Regions from separate parts of the Mus musculus genome. Here region 1 is linked to region 2. The links are chromatin contacts, called in public Hi-C maps. All regions are on one chromosome and are shown on one strand. Each heading gives the region's core, a stretch centred on a gene start, on an enhancer-like site or on the middle of the called end of the contact. The rest is flanking DNA. Distances are from core to core; before and after follow the strand shown.

Evidence for each region. A called contact is a pair of places that touch in the nucleus more often than the background predicts.
Region 1: a contact with region 2 is called in a Hi-C map of uterus, with 3 times the contacts expected there. The contact joins the enhancer-like site here to the promoter of Aldh1a2 in region 2. A contact is called at or near these places in 10 of 39 promoter capture datasets (the 3T3-L1 cell line, the HPC-7 cell line, embryonic stem cells and 6 more), 5 of 484 Hi-C or Micro-C datasets (the AML12 cell line, cardiomyocytes and uterus), 4 of 115 datasets of contacts at active chromatin or transcription factors (craniofacial prominence and embryonic stem cells) and 2 of 9 other capture datasets (adipose tissue and embryonic stem cells).

The regions. Positions count from the first base shown.
Region 1 is chr9:71,394,454-71,402,138 of GRCm38.p6, forward strand. No RefSeq gene overlaps it. Among named protein-coding and RNA genes, the nearest start is that of Gm32769, 25 kb to the left of the region's middle. Within about 2 kb of position 5,563, at least 7 of the 459 cell types and tissues checked have an H3K27ac peak or open chromatin away from gene starts, as enhancers often do. A contact at or near this core is called in uterus, where this site is marked.
Region 2 is chr9:71,210,624-71,218,112 of GRCm38.p6, forward strand. Aldh1a2 (aldehyde dehydrogenase family 1, subfamily A2) reads left to right here and starts at 5,166. Exons shown (of 14, transcript NM_009022.4): 1 at 5,166-5,340. The coding sequence starts at 5,224. Gm3458 (predicted gene 3458) reads right to left here and starts at 4,763. Exons shown (of 4, transcript NR_110518.1): 1 at 4,624-4,763; 2 at 3,366-3,416; 3 at 3,077-3,116; 4 at 1,290-1,810.

The DNA of each region.
Region 1 (7,685 bases), core at 4,313-6,812, 180 kb after region 2:
GTATGCCCTCACTTGTGGATTATTTCATAGAAGCCCAACAGAGTCTCCTTTCTGTGGTTATTAAAAGCAACCAGCTCTTATATGGGGCAATCACTACTGTTCTAATGACCTCTCTATATTTCTGTCTCCCTAATTGTGGTTCCTTGGGGACAGCCTATGTCTTCTTGTTCATGATCTAGCATCACCCCTAGTATAATGGAAGGCCTAGCATATGGTAGGTATATAATAACTACTGTGCTAACCACAAGCTGTCAACAAAAGACATGTCAAGTAATACCGTTAAGAATATAAGATTTAGGGCCAATGAGATGGCTTAGCGAGTAAAGGTGCCTGCTGCAAACCCTGACATCCTGAGTTCAATTCCCAGGCCCCACATGGTAAAAGGAGAGAACTGACTCCTGCAAGTTGTAAACACACACACACACATGCACACAATTTTAAAATATTCTTGAAAGAACACATATTTGTACACATCTCAGAGGAATAAATTTGCTAGATGTTTTGACTTAAAACATAAGTCATGGGAAATAAGCTGCATGTTTCTCATACACTCCATGGTCGGCTCATGAGAGTTGTAACTCCGTCATGATCAGCAATGAGATTTTTTGGATGGAGAGAGAATATTCTAGACACAACCCAGAGCACAAAAAAATTTTCCTGATGTTATTTTATTATTATTTCTTCTTTAAAAAAAAAAAAACAAAGCTGAGGGACTGGAGAGATGGATCAGCGGTCAAGAGCATTTGTTGCTTTGCAGAGGACACTGGTTTAATTCCCAGCATCCTCTTGGCAGCTCATAACTGTAACTTCAGTTCCAAGGCCTTTTTCTGGCTCCACCCACACCAGGCACATAGGACATATACATACAGGAAGGCAAAATACTGTATACATAAAATAAGTAAGTCTATAAAAAGTTGGAAAACAAGGGCAAGAAAATATATAAACCTAGAGAATCATTATCCCCCCGCACATTAAAATGCAGTTGGGAGCCTTCCCTCATTGGCTAACACCATGAAAGTAGCATCGTCTCTAGGCCACAGCTGGACTCCTAATGACATCTGTCTCCATATGCACACTCATTTTCTCTTATCATTGTTGAAATTTTTCAGCTATGACTTTGTTGCTATTGCTATTATCCCAGTTGTGCAAATGGTGGCTGGCTGGCTGGCTGGCTGGACCAGGGAGAGAGAGTTAGAAAAAAATAGAGGAAAAGAGAGGGGAAGGAAAGGATAGATGAACTGGTGGAAACACTGAATCGTCTTAGCAACTCTGTGGTAAATATTATTAGCCATACTTTATAAATAAGGAAATCACAAATACCAGATTTCATGGGGCAGAGAAAGAAATTGAGCTTAGCTTTCTTCCATACATCCTTTCCTTTATTCTTTAAACATTCATTTATTTAACCCTAGCAGAATACAGGTAAGTTACTAAGTACTAAGACACAGAGTCAAATTAAACAGTCTTAGCTCACCCTGACTCCAGACACCACCATCTTCCCATTGTTGCACTGCCACACACACACACACACACACACACACACACACACCCCAAAGTGGATGGCAGTAACCCCCATTCCACAGCCTCTGCCTATACCCTCTAGATCTGAGACCCTGAGCAACAGCAGAGCTGTCCAAGGCACCTCTTCTTTAGGTCAAGTCCCTCTGCTCCACCTGCCTGGGAGCCTGTGCACACCCAATCATGGGCCCTGGAGGCCCCACTTAGGAAGCCTTCTGCCTTGCTAAGTACAACCAGACTTGCTAGGGCCAGGAGCAGGGCAGCTTTGCCAAGGGAGAGCATGGAGGCTGGGCCACTACCGACAGCCATTACTTCACCCAGCCACGGGGGAAGAAGGCCATAAACTACTTTACAGACAAGAAAATTGAGGCTCAAAGAGATGATCAATACACCCCCAACATGGTAGCTGTTGTGTCCAGGCTAGGCCTGGGATTAAATCTGCTCTGGCTTCTAAATTCAAATCCACAACCCTCAGAAAGCACTGTTGCTGATTGAAAAGCTGGAAATCACATGAACATGGACGGGGCTGTGAAGATCTTTCCAGATTGCCTCTTGGACTCCACTGAAAAGGTAACTGCAGCTGGAAAGGTAACTTCTAGAACAAATGGTCCAAAAGCCCTCATCTTCCAGGTTGTGAAATTAAGATGGGAAAGGAGGCAGTGGCTGAGCTCCAGGCTCAGGGTAGTTTCTTTGCCTCATATCCAGGTGTCCAGCTAGTCAAAGGGCCTGACTCTCCTGAGCCCAGGAGGTAAAGCAAAGCACACCCACAGGCACATTTTCCTTTTCCTAGTGGGTGGAGTATTTACATCTTTGAATCGATCATCTACACGCAGCCTGTTTCCCAACACCTTCCCGATCCTCGGTGTCACTGAGAGCGGCCTGTGCTCTAGCCAGAAGCCACAAGAGTCCCCCATCTTGGTGCCCTGAGCCCTCCCAGCTGAGCACATTCCCAGAATCATTTTACAGCAGGGGCCAAAGATCAAAAATTTTATGGGCGTTTGGGGAATGAGTCCTCCCCAACCCATCTGCCCTTTCATCTGCACACCCACTGCCCAGAATAGCAAACAGCTCCCAGAGCCTGAGCTGTGGGCCAAAGCTTTCACAGCAGGAAGACAGAGGCTGCAAATATTTCAAAAGCTCGGCCACAGCTGTGTGCAGAAGCCCATTTGAGAGCCTTCTAGCAGAGATTCTTCTGCTTCCTTTAAAGTGCCAGCCACCAGCTTTGCTCCATTCAAAGAGGTACGAGTGACTGTGGCCTTCAGGGGTCCTGCCCGCCTGCCTGGATTGGAAGGGAGGCAAAACTGCGCTGAAAGGGAAAAGCATCTAGACCTCCACAACCAAGCATTGGCCTCAGATTAACTCCACAACCTGCAAAGAGGCTGCTTTTTGTCCCTGTGGCCAGGGTGGCATCCAGAGTCACTGGCATCCCTGATTCACTCAGGGCTACAATGCTTGGCTCTCTGGGTGCTGATGCTCACTATGGTGTAGGAGGCAGCTCAAGAAGCCAAGGCAGGGCTTTTCCTGCCTAGTCTCTGGATGGGTCTACTGAGTTCTAGAATAAAGCCAGAATAGGATACTCTTCAGAGCCAGGCATGAAGGATCCTATTCTGGGCCCTTTCTAGCTCTCTCATGCCATTCTCCTTTTTATAAAGTGAAAGATCTTACATACCTGAGGCCCACACAATTTTTCCTGATTATTCACTGACGCCCAGAACCCAGGAACTCCTTCCTCTGCTCTCATCCTCGGTCTAGCCTTCAGAGACCAGGGAGCATCAATGAGACATGCACCCTAAAGGGTACCCAAGGACAGCACTTTAGGGTAGGGCACTTCAGCTATGATACAAGAGGAACTTCCAATTAAAGGATGGACCCAACAGAGAATGAGAAATGAGCAGGCTGGAGGTTGCAAGTCTACAGAGGTCTTTCCTGAGCCATCTATTTCTAGACTAGAAGGAAAAGAAGGGCAAGTTTAGGGGCTAGGGACATGGCTCAGTGGCTAAGCACTTTCCTCCCAAGCATATGGACAGGAGTTCAGTTCCCCCAGAGTCCATTTACATGCCAGGTAGACTGAGAGAACTGTCTGTCATCCTTGCCAGAAACACAGTGTATCCAGAGTAAGCCAGACAGCAGAAGGAGTCACACCGACGAGCTCTGGGTTTGACTGAGAGATCTTGCCTCATTGCAGAAGGTGGAGGAGCTAATGACGATGGTCCCCACCATCATCCCTGAGTTTCCACATGCACAAGCACACATACACATCATTAGAGGGAGTCAGGGGAGGAAATGCCGGCTATGAAAGCATACTTGGCAAGGAGAAGAAAACATATTTTGTGGAACAGTTTGGGGGGGGGGTCGTAGCTTTTAGACATTCAGTTGTATTGTTGGGGACAGGGGGTGGGGGGGGAGGGAACCTTTCTGCTGTTGCACAAACTCCAGAAGTGGGTCTGAATCAGGACTCACCCCAGAAGGAGCACAAAAGGACAAAGGCACTCACTCAACTGTACGTCTCTTTTCTTCCATAAGTTAGTCACAGTGCTGGAAACTGGGTGGACCATGTGAGAGGGAGAGGAGGAGGGGACACTCGGGTGATATGCCCTGCTAAGCAGACTCACAAGGAGACTGCAGGTGAGAGGACTGACTTTCGATGAAACCAACCCAACTAATTACTCTTATCGACCAGAGCTGGCAAATAAGTCACTCAGAGTGAATTTGTTTAGTGCCGCCTGTTACAAAGCCTTGTGAAAGAAGTACAGGCCCTGAAGGGTTAATGACCTAGCTCCACTCCCACAGAGAGACCAGTGTCCTTTGGTTGTTCTGATTAAAAACAATTCTGCTTCTGGAGATGCCTGCCTGCTTCTGCTTTCTTTGATTTCTGAGTCTCCTCCATCAATCCCATCTAAGACTATCACCAAGACATTTATTCAAAAAGGCATATGGGGGAGAGGCAGGCGTGGAGATAGATGCAGTTAAGAGCACTTGCTGCTCTTGCAGAGTACCTGGGTTCAATTCCCAACACCCATGCCTTCAAACTCCTATATCTCCAGTCCTAGGGGATCTGACACCTATCCTGACCTTCACAGACTCCTGGATGGGCTCCTGAGCATACATGGTGTATGTATGGTAGGGGTAATGCCAGCTCAAGGTCAAGACAGAGGAATAAATAACTGTACAAGATGGAACTGTAGGAAGACAGAAGGAGACCAGCTTGATTCCTGCTAGATGGCCAGGAATGGCTTCACATTCACTATTCTATTCCAACTGAATTCTTCCCAACGAAACAGAACTTCCAGAGAACACAGAAGCCTGGGGAGATAGTCCTGGGAGAGGGTGGGGCATACACAGGCACGGAAGCAGATCCTTCCCATTAATGCTAAGAAAAGGCAAGTTATCCCACTCAATCTGTCCTTAGATATCTAAGGATATCAGGAGCAAGCTACAAGGTCAGAATGGTACCAGATGTTGACAGACCTTATCTACCAGGCTAAGGATACTGACAGTTCCAGAGAAGTTGGGAAACAGTCTAAGTAATGATGCTGGCAGTCTCTTGGGAGACAAGAAGAGACCAAAAGAGGTCTATTTGCATAATTTAAGCAAGAAGATCTAAGGAGGGAAAAATAGGTTTTGAGTGTAAGAAACCGAGACTGCAGCTTAGTGAATTTGTGCTTTATTCTATATGCAGAAGCTCTCATTTCCATCCAGCCCCTTTGTCCTGGTCACCTTTTGACATCAAAGGTCCTTGGTTGCAAGCCACAGTCATGGATTTATCAGATGACCCTGCAGCAGCTCAGAGATGAGGGAGGCCTGGTCAGCTGCTTTGAATACCAGCTGCCCCAAGGTTCCAGGCAGTTTCCTCTGCGGGGGAGTCTCCAAAGACCATCTCCAACGTCTGTCAGGATTTTTGTTACTCTATTCTTGATTCAGACTCAGGGCAAGATCGGTCATTTCTCTGCCCCTCCTGCAAAGGGCAGGTCACTCTGATCCACAGCTGCATGACACTCTTCAATCTGGAAGCAGAACATGACCAAAGCCACAGCCCTAGGCTGCCTACAGGACTGACTCAATAAACAACCCTGGAGACTAAAGAGCATGGAGCACCTAGTGGAATGTGCGCCTAGTACAGCTTCTAACTGGAGCGGTCACGAAGCAAAATGTCTGGTGTCCGTCCTCCCCTTCACCTGCCTACATGTGCAAGCCACTGACATCTCTGCCTTCCTGGGATGTCCTGGAAAATTTCAAAACTAGGTGCACAACCCCGGAAGTCTAGGGAAGGGGAACTTGTCAATCCACCTACAGCCCCTTCTCTGCTAGCCTGCCGGCCTCACACCAAGGTTTCAGCCACCCGCCCGGTGCACTCCCCTAAACGGTGTACGTTCCTAAAGCCAATTATCATTTCCTGCTAGAGGGGCTGTTTGGCATTTGAGGGAGTGATTTGGGTTTTCTTTTCTTTTCTTTTTCCTTCAATACTGTTCTATTTAGAATGTGAGTTTGTCACTCCCCGCTTCCAGCACTTCCCTGCTTCCGGCCTTCCTGTTGTGGGCCCTGCAAATAAATACTAGGTTCCTGGAGAGTTGCTGGGGAGGGGAAGGGAGGAGCTGGGATCAGTTAACTTCTAGTGGGTTTCAGGAGTCCTTTCCCACCCAGGACGTTCTGATGTGGAGGACCTGGCTAAATTTAAAGCTAGCATCAAACTGAAATCTGTCCCTGGCTTCAGACTGTGAGCTCCAAGGGGTGCACGGACACCCTTGGAGGCCATACTGACCTCCGAGGATGAGCTGGACATTAGATCTGAGTATGTTATGATTCTGGGGGGGAGGAGGAAGTGGGGCTGGAAGGGACAGGAAAGAGTGGGAAAAGAGGGAAAGACCAGAAGGGAAAGCATTTATCCCCTTTTTGGTACTAAACTGCCACTCTTCTAATCAAACTGGCCCCGCTGTTTACAGCCCAGAATCAATATTAACTCATCATAAAATTGAAAGTTTATGGTCCCTAAAAGAAACATTGAAAAAACTATGTACATCCTATAACTTCTCAAATATGCTGGCTAGATTTTTTCCATATGGGTAATAGAAATGGTTTGCAGAGGTGAGTTGTGACCAGCCCTAGGGATCTTTCCCTTGGGAGATTTCCATAGGGGAGGGGAGGGGAGGAGAGGGGAGGCAAGGCTGGACACTAGATGGAGAAATCTTCACAGACTTACATAGCCCCTGGAATCGAGTTCCCATTCTGGACCATGGGTGCTAGCCCTCCTCACACGCCTCTCCTGCCCTACTTGGCCTGCTAGCCTCCCTCCGTTCTTCCAGCTCTTTCCACTGGCGTCTCATGCAGTGGGTGTCTTTACTGTAGGGTTCTCTCCCTTTATTGTGGCCTCTTCCTCCTTAGTTGCAGTGGAAGCTTCACAGCCCGTTTATGAAAGGAGAGAAATGAAAAGAGGGGAGGGAGAAGGGGACAAAATGGAAAGAGGGGGAGGGGAGGGGCCTTAGAGAAAGGTAAAGGGAGGGGAGGGGAGAGAAGGGAAGGGAAGAGGAGGGGAGAAGAGAGTAAGTTAGGGGAGTGGAGGGTAAGTTAGGGAAGGGGAGAGTGAGTTAGGGAAAGGGGGAGGGGAGAGGAGGGAAGGGGAGAAGAGCGGAGGGGGAAGGAGAGCATGGGAGGGAAGGGGAAGGGATTGGAAGGTATTCCCTGAGTGGCACCAAGTTGCTTCTTCTCTAATCACACTAGCATTGCTGCTGCCCTTTTCTCTAATGTCACCTGCATCCCCTCTAGACTCCTCCCAATTTAAAAACACACCGTGTTTTGCTCTTGATTTTGTGGTTTTGCCCTGCAGCCTAGGAATGGGAGCATCATGACACAGTGACCTACCCTGCTTCCTGCCACAACCCAGTGCATTGCACAATGCCAGGCATCAGCAGCTTAAAGTGTTTTCCAATGGAGACTGTTCCTTGAGATGAGCAGGTCACTGTGTCCATGCAGGGGACTCCACTCCTGTGGCTCAGCTTCCTTTTCTTCTCCCCAGCCCTGTACAGAAATCAAGTCTTGCTATCCTGGCCATGTTAGACTCAAACTCCTAGATTCAAGCAATTCTGTCTCAGCCTTTAACAACAACTCAGGCCAAAGGCATGCTCAGCTCTTCAACACTGAAGTGTTCATCATTCTCTCTCTCTCTCTGTCTC
Region 2 (7,489 bases), core at 3,916-6,415:
CCTGCTGCCAAGCCTGACCACCCGACTGAGAGCCACAGGGTGGGAGGAGAGAACCAAAGCAACTTTCGAAAGCTGCTTTCTGACCTTCACACGCACAACATGGAGTGTGCGCTCACAGTCCTCCCCCAACACAATATAAATGTAAAAATCTCCTATCCTGATATCGATGTAGTAGTTGTGGCTAATCTGTGATTCACACAACTCTGTCTCTAAAAGTCGATGTGAGCAGGTTCTAAGTATATTCTCTATGGCAAATTTTATTTTTTAAGATATTTTAATGAAAGTCTTCCTTCTAAACCATCTTCTGTCTAAAATGTTTCTGAATCTCCATGATGTTTTCCTGCAAATTAATTCAAATGAAATTCTAGTAAGACGTCTTAGCATCAGACAGAACACAAGGAACCTTAAAACTCTTATTCACCTGCACATACACACCATCAGCTGCAGAGGGCGCTGATGCCATTTTCCTCAGGCCTGGCAGAAAAGATTGCCTGCTGGGATCTTCATTTCTTCCCTCTTTTAAAGGGTGGTTACTGATAAAACACAAAGCTCAACTGTATACCTTGATGACTCACTGTCATGTGTATATGAAGTAGAAATGGGTATTACAAAACCCACTTTTAAAATCATCTCCTGGAGTCCCCCAAACATGGAGGACCCTTTTCAAAAGGAAAGTATTGTGCTCTGTATTGAAGTCATAACCAGCTAGTCACCCACGTTCTGCAGCCGAAGATCATCCTTTCCATGGAATACAGTGACCAGAGGCCACAGTAAGGAACGAGGGAGTTAATATCTAGAGAATTTTTATAGCTAATAAATGGTCCAATCTCAGCCTCTTCTGGGCATTAGGAGGAAGAGCTAATTAAATGGGTGTTTAGATGGCCAATAAAAAAGTTAATATTGATGTTAAATAAGTGCATTTGTTTTATAGAATTTTCATAATAGGTCCAAAATACTTCATTAAACATTTCTGGATAAAAATAGGTAAAGCTCTTTATAAAAGCTCTTGTTAATGAATAAAATGTATTTCACTCTAAATATACTCTGTGTTAAGCTTGTCCGTTAGAGTTTTCAGGAAACATTTTAAATAAAGTGGCCAGGCCCATCCCACTGGAGATGGATGAGACCATTAGGAGACACTTAGGTTTGAAATGAGCTCTGAGATCATTCTGCATACAACCCAAGAGCCCTGATTTTTTTTTTTTTAATATTTCAAACAATGTGCCTCTTTCAAATCATTAGACTTAAAGACATTTAAGGAACTGATTCGATTAACCCAGATGATAGAAAGGCTATAACATGTGATTTATTTTTTTGAAGATAAATTACAATGCCAGCATATCAGTTGGAAAAGGTAGGCTGTCAACATGGTTAGTGATGGAAATGGGAAGGCCATTAAGCCGGCCATCTGACACAGAGACTCTTCCAGAACATAGAGGCTCGATGTCCCAGCTATCATTGAGACAAAGGTACCTTCCTGGAGAGGAATCTTTAGGTCCCACTCAGTTCCTTTGTTGATTTAGAAAGCACACTTCTTAATAAATACTTGCATAGTCTTAAAAGCGTCTGCTATGCAGCCCAAATTGTTATGGCTGTATCCCTTAAAGACGACCTTCACATAAAACCCAGGCCTCGAAATTACAACGTTGCGTTCCATGTTTCAGGTGAGGAAATATGAGGCAAGAATTTATTTTTCTCCTCTACAACTCCAGGATATTGGTTCCACGGGGCCTAATAAATTGTTTTCACAAGGAAACAGCATTCTGTAGCTTAGGTTACCTGGTGCAGGAGTTTTCAGATGAGATGTATCCTAAACAATAAATAATTACAGATTGGGGAGGTTGGGAGGAGAAATGTTGTAAGGGTGGGAAAAAATATGTTTAACCAAATCAGCGGCAAAGACCAAAAACTTAGCAATAGGAAGACAGTTTCCCAAAATTATAGAGGAAAAGAGACTGGCAAAACAAGATGATAAAGAAAAAGGAAAAAAGAAAGAAAACATTGAGGAGAGATATGGAGAGGAGGGAACATGGAGGAACATACATCCTGGGGGTCTACAACAAGTAGACTAAAGAAGTATCATGGCTACAATATTCTGTTCCCTGCTAAATTTTGTTCCCACCTTGAAGTGAAGCTGTTAGTCCAAAGGAGGCTATAATCTTGAGTGTAAGATTTGGAGGGGTGGGCTGGTGAGATGGCTCAGCAGGTAAGAACACCCGACTGCTCTTCCGAAGGTCCTGAGTTCAAATCCCAGCAACCACATGGTGGCTCACAACCATCCGTAACGAGATCTGACTCCCTCTTCTGGAGTGTCTGAAGACAGCTACAGTGTACTTACATATAATAAATAATAAAAAAAAATCTAAAAAGAAAAAAAAGATTTGGAGGGGTTTCCAGTCTAAATACAGGAAGGAAAGCATTTGTGCAAATGCTTCAATGTAAACATGCATAGTAAAAGATGGGACAAGTAACAGAACTTACAGAGAAAATGTGCTCTGTACCCAGAGAAGGTAAGGAAGTTTCGTCTACTGGTGGGAGTAGACAGCTACAGTACTTTCGCTCATATCAGCCAATAGGAATGCTTTAATTTAGTGCCTCATGTTGTTTTTGGACCCGAGGAAGGCAGATGGGAAATAGAAGACTCTGGTCCTGTGTTGATCACTTCACTGTCTAATTACAAAGTGTTAAGGGAAAGGGGCCATGAGGGAACAATTCAAACCAGCTGTCATTGAGCACGACCTAGGAGATGACCAGAGATGCTAAGTCAAGACACACTCCCTTACCTTCCAAGATAGAACTCAGTTTATCTGCATCAAGCGTTGATAAATCCTGTGATCCACATACTGACTGGCCTTTCCAATTGCAGGTAGCAAATAAGAAATGGAAGAGTTGGGTCAAAAGTGCAAATTCTGGCTTATGCTTTCAGACACTCCTTCCAGACCATTTTCAGCCATCCGGCCCACAAGATTCCCCCTTTTCTTTCTTCCTCAAAGACTTCTAATGGCTTTTCGGTACTTCCATCATTAAGTTCCCCAGAAGCATTAAGGTTCCCACAACCTGGAGTTAACTGACTTACCAGCCTCGTTTGCTGCTCTTCCAGCTGCAGCCGATGCTCCCTGAAACATTCCCAAACAGTTCTGTTCAGCTGCTGCTGCTGCAGCAGCCTCTGCGGAGGCAGCAGTGCTCCCACCTCTACCAGTGAAGTTTCACTTCCCTAGCCACAAGCAGGGCAAAAGGTCAGCTTCCCTAGATACCCGGCCTCCCACTTAGGTGGAGCACCAAGGTCTTGTCTTTGCTCCACTTTTGAGAGCTGTCCCTCTTACAGACAGTTATCTATAGATCTACAGGAAAGGTGGTGAGCTTACCCAGGAGCAAGGCTCTTCATCTTGTCTTAAAGTGACCTCCAGCATGGTGCCCTGCTTGGAAGATGGGGAAAACACCTTTGAACAAAACAAATGAACAACAACAAAACACCTCAAACAACAACTTCGACAATAAACCAAAACAAAGAACAGCACCAAAAACTATTTTTTTTGCTGGGGTGTTTGCTCTTCCTTCACCAAACCCTGAGATCATCCTCCTCCCCAACAGACTCCTTCCCTCTCTCTCCTTCCCTCCTTCCCTCCCTCCCTCCTTCCTTCCTTCCCTCCCTCCCTCTTCCCTCCCTTCCTCTGTCCCTCCCTCCGTTCCTCCTCTGTACCCCCTTCCCCTTCCCCCCTCTCTTCCTCCCTCGCTCCTTCTCTCCTGTAAGAGAGGATGAACTTGAACTTCTAATCCTCTTGCCTCCATCCAGTGGGATGCTGGGAATTACAGGCATGCATCTCTACCCCAGTTCAAGGTGGTGCTGGCAACTAAACCCAGCGTTCTAGGCAAGCACTCTACCTACAGAGCTACCTCCCCACCATTCTTCTTATTCTTTCTCAGTCTTCTACAGCTTAAATAAAGGCGATTCTTAGGAGTATATTCGGTTATTAAGACACACTCTTTGGCCATAAACGTTCCCTGTGAATAGGAATTTTTCAACTGCCTAAATTAGGCTGTATTGTTGCTCTAGGACGACGACGTAGTGCTTGCTCGGTCACTTTAGGCAGATACCCTATAAAGAGTTCTCGGAGCCTGGAACTTGTCTCACAAATTCAATTAAGACAACAGCATTCTGTCTGCACAGAATCTAAGCACCAATCATTTACGGAATTTTAGTTAATGAACACATCTAAAGTAAGTGTTTTGTAGTGAACAACATGCAAAGAAATGATTGAGCAAGAGCGAAGCAGTTGCTTGGGAGTTGAGAGTCTTCCATAGAAAAACAGGAAGAGTCAGGTTGGATAAGGCTGTGGGATTTTCATGGGGATAGAGGCAGAAAGCCCTATAAAGAGCTATCTATATGGGCTCGTGATATTGGTCCAATGATTCTCCCACGCTATCTGGAGTGAACTGTCTAGGCTACTGATTCCTGATCAGCGCCCATCTTTACTCAACTATAAGGCTGCTTGTAAGACGAGAAGGGATGGAGATGGAAGCTCAACCCGGAGATTCTGACAGGAAGAGCAACAGAAAATCCCAAGTGTTTCCCGGTGTGGATGGGAAGAGGAAAGGAAAGGGCTGGAAGGAGACCATCAAGACCTGGAATATCCAGGCAACCCAAGGCAGATGAAGCCCACGGCCTCAGGCACAACTAGGCCGCGGGGCCGGCAGAGGGCAGCAGTTGGGCTGAGAAGCCTGGTGGGGGCCAGCGCGGCGTCGGCGGTTCCAGAAGGTTCTCCTTGGGAGTGTGGGGAGCATCTATCACCCCACCCAGCGGCCACGCGCCCCTCGCGCCACGCGGAAGGCTGAGCGAAAGCTCTTTCGGGCTGCTCGGGACCCCGGGGGAGGAGAAGAGCGAGTGTTAGGAAGGGCGCGGGGCTCGGCGGGGCCGCGGCTCGGGCGCCTCTCCTCCCGGCCGACCAGCGCTAAGGCTCGCGGGGCTGCCATCGGCCAGCGCGGTCCCGCCGAGGCTGCGCTCCGGCCGTCGAGGCCCCCCCGGGCGCGCCCGCGGGAGCGTGGGCCGCGGACTTGACCGTGCGGGCGCCGCGCGCGGCCGTATGCAAATGTCCTCCTGGGCCGGCCCCCCGCGCCTGTGGGCCGCACGTCCAATAAGAAGCGCCCCCCGCTTGACACCTGCCTATATACAGCGAGCGCGCCCCGGCCGCGCAGCGCCCCGCGCACACCCACCCGTGGCCGCCCATGACTTCCAGCGAGATCGCCATGCCGGGCGAGGTGAAGGCCGACCCCGCCGCGCTCATGGCCTCGCTGCAGCTCCTGCCGTCGCCCACGCCCAACCTCGAGATCAAGTACACCAAGGTAAAGCCGTCCGGCGGACGCTTTCTGGAAGCATCCTCTGGATCCCTTCAGAGGCCGGGGGCCCGGAGGTCGCCTGTCATCTCCGCGCCTCCGCGGGGACCGCGATGCGGGCTTCTCAAGTCCCGCCCCGGTTTAGGGAGCGTCTTGGGAGAACCGGTCCCAAACAGAAGGCAGCGCGGGGATCGCCAGCGGCGGCGGACGGTGGTGACGACCTCGGGACTGCCTGGGGAGGTGGGATTTCCCAGAGCAGACCTGGGTCTGGTTCTGGAGTCCCCTATGACTCTTTAGAGCCGGCTAGGGTCCGGTCCTAGATGTCCCTAGGGCAGAACGAGGCTTAGTTCTGGGGTCCCTTAGAGCTCAGGGCAGACCGGAGTCCGGTTGTGCGAGCCCCCAAGTTTTATCAGAGCAAATGGAGTTTGGCTCTGGGGTCCCCCAGGTCTCCTCAGAGCAGTCCGGGCTCTGGCTTGAGGAGGGTGTTCCCCTGGGTTTCCTCAGAGCCCACCGGGGTGCAGTTCTCCCTGTCCCTCGGTCTCAGAGCAGAGTGGGGTTCACCGCCAGGGTGGCATTGCGGTCCGGTGTCGCCCCGCGGTCCCTCGGGTCCGGAGGTGCGCGGCCGCGCGGGCTTATCTTCCCTCAGAGCGGAGTCGCTGAAGGGTTGTCAGGACCGGAGTCCCACAGACTTCGCGGGGACCTGGCCGAGACGCAGTAGGTCTATGCCAGGATTTCCTCGGGATTTTGTAGGCAATGGACATTTTAGAAAAAGGGAAAATAACTCAAGTCACATAAATTAGCGAGCTCACTTTTGCACTGATAAGCCTAATGATTTTTTTCCTAACGAATTCTGACATCTTAGTTTGTCAAGCACGAATTATTGTTGTTAAACTGCATTAAAAAGCAATACACGCCTGCTGCCCCATGTGACTTGATCCCCTACCACTCCACCGTTCTCAGGGAAAAAAAATCCACGGGGGAAATTTGTGAAATACATACACAAAGGGATTGAATGTTATAGCAAAAAGGCGACTGTAGCCTTTAAAGCCACACTTCTTGAGAGTTCATTTTAGAATTTTTTTTTTTAATTTGATTTTCATTCCTACCGCAAACTCTCGCCAGTTAACTGCAGCGCGCGCACACGATACAGCTGATAAGTGTTCCATCGCGGGCATTACACTATACGCGAAAAGCAGAGAAGTTAAGTTGTTCGCATGTGACAACTGTTACGGTTGAAAGAGAAATGCAAAAACATCGTTTCTGAATTTTTGTTGCATTGAGTTTCAGAATAAGGATTTGTAGGATTCGTATTTTTGAATGTGGATTTAATGTACCTGTTAGCTTTTAGATGGTGTGACAAATTTTTGAAAGCCATTTTAATGAGAGGTCGTTAATGGTTATAGCCCTCTAGGCATTGTTTGCATAACAATAGTGCCAGTGTGTGGCACATCTCCGGGTTTAGGAACAAGCCAGGGAAGCCTGCACATAAAAGTTTTGTTTTATGAGGGTCCCTAACCTCTTCAGATGCGCTTTAGAGATCTTAAAAGGCAAGATCCACACGTGATTCCGGGGGTTTGTTTTACACTTACTTTTGATCAGATTATCTTAACAGCCCCTGAAAGTCTGCAGTAGATATCTTTTTTCAGAATTTCATTTGGAAGCTCCTCCAATTCTCCTTTTCTCTAGCCACCCCCTCTCTTCTCTCTCTTGTTCTACCCCAGTAGGAAAGACAACTGATTTATAGCTAATTGGAGCCTTTAATGTCGGAGTCTTTTTAGCTCCATGAAGACTTTTATCCAGTATCCACTTTCCCACTTATTACCAAGAAAAACAATCAGAAATGAAATAATGGATTGTAACTTGATTCTTTAATTTGTGGGGAGGAGGCGCCTTATATTTTGTCTTGACAAACAACCCTCATAAATGGTGGAGTAACACACATTACAGGCGAGCTCTTTCACAAAAACTTGTAAAATCAGGTATCTGTGAACGCTCCCAGCAGCTTCTGTGCTCAGCTCTTTAGTTAGACTTCTACACTTTCTAAGACAGGAACTGCGAACAACCCGTTCTAGTTCATTTTATTTTAACAGAAAGAACAGAGTGACTGCTCTTTTGGTAGCCTAAGTTTTTTTTTTTCTTTTCTCTTCAAAAGAGAGTT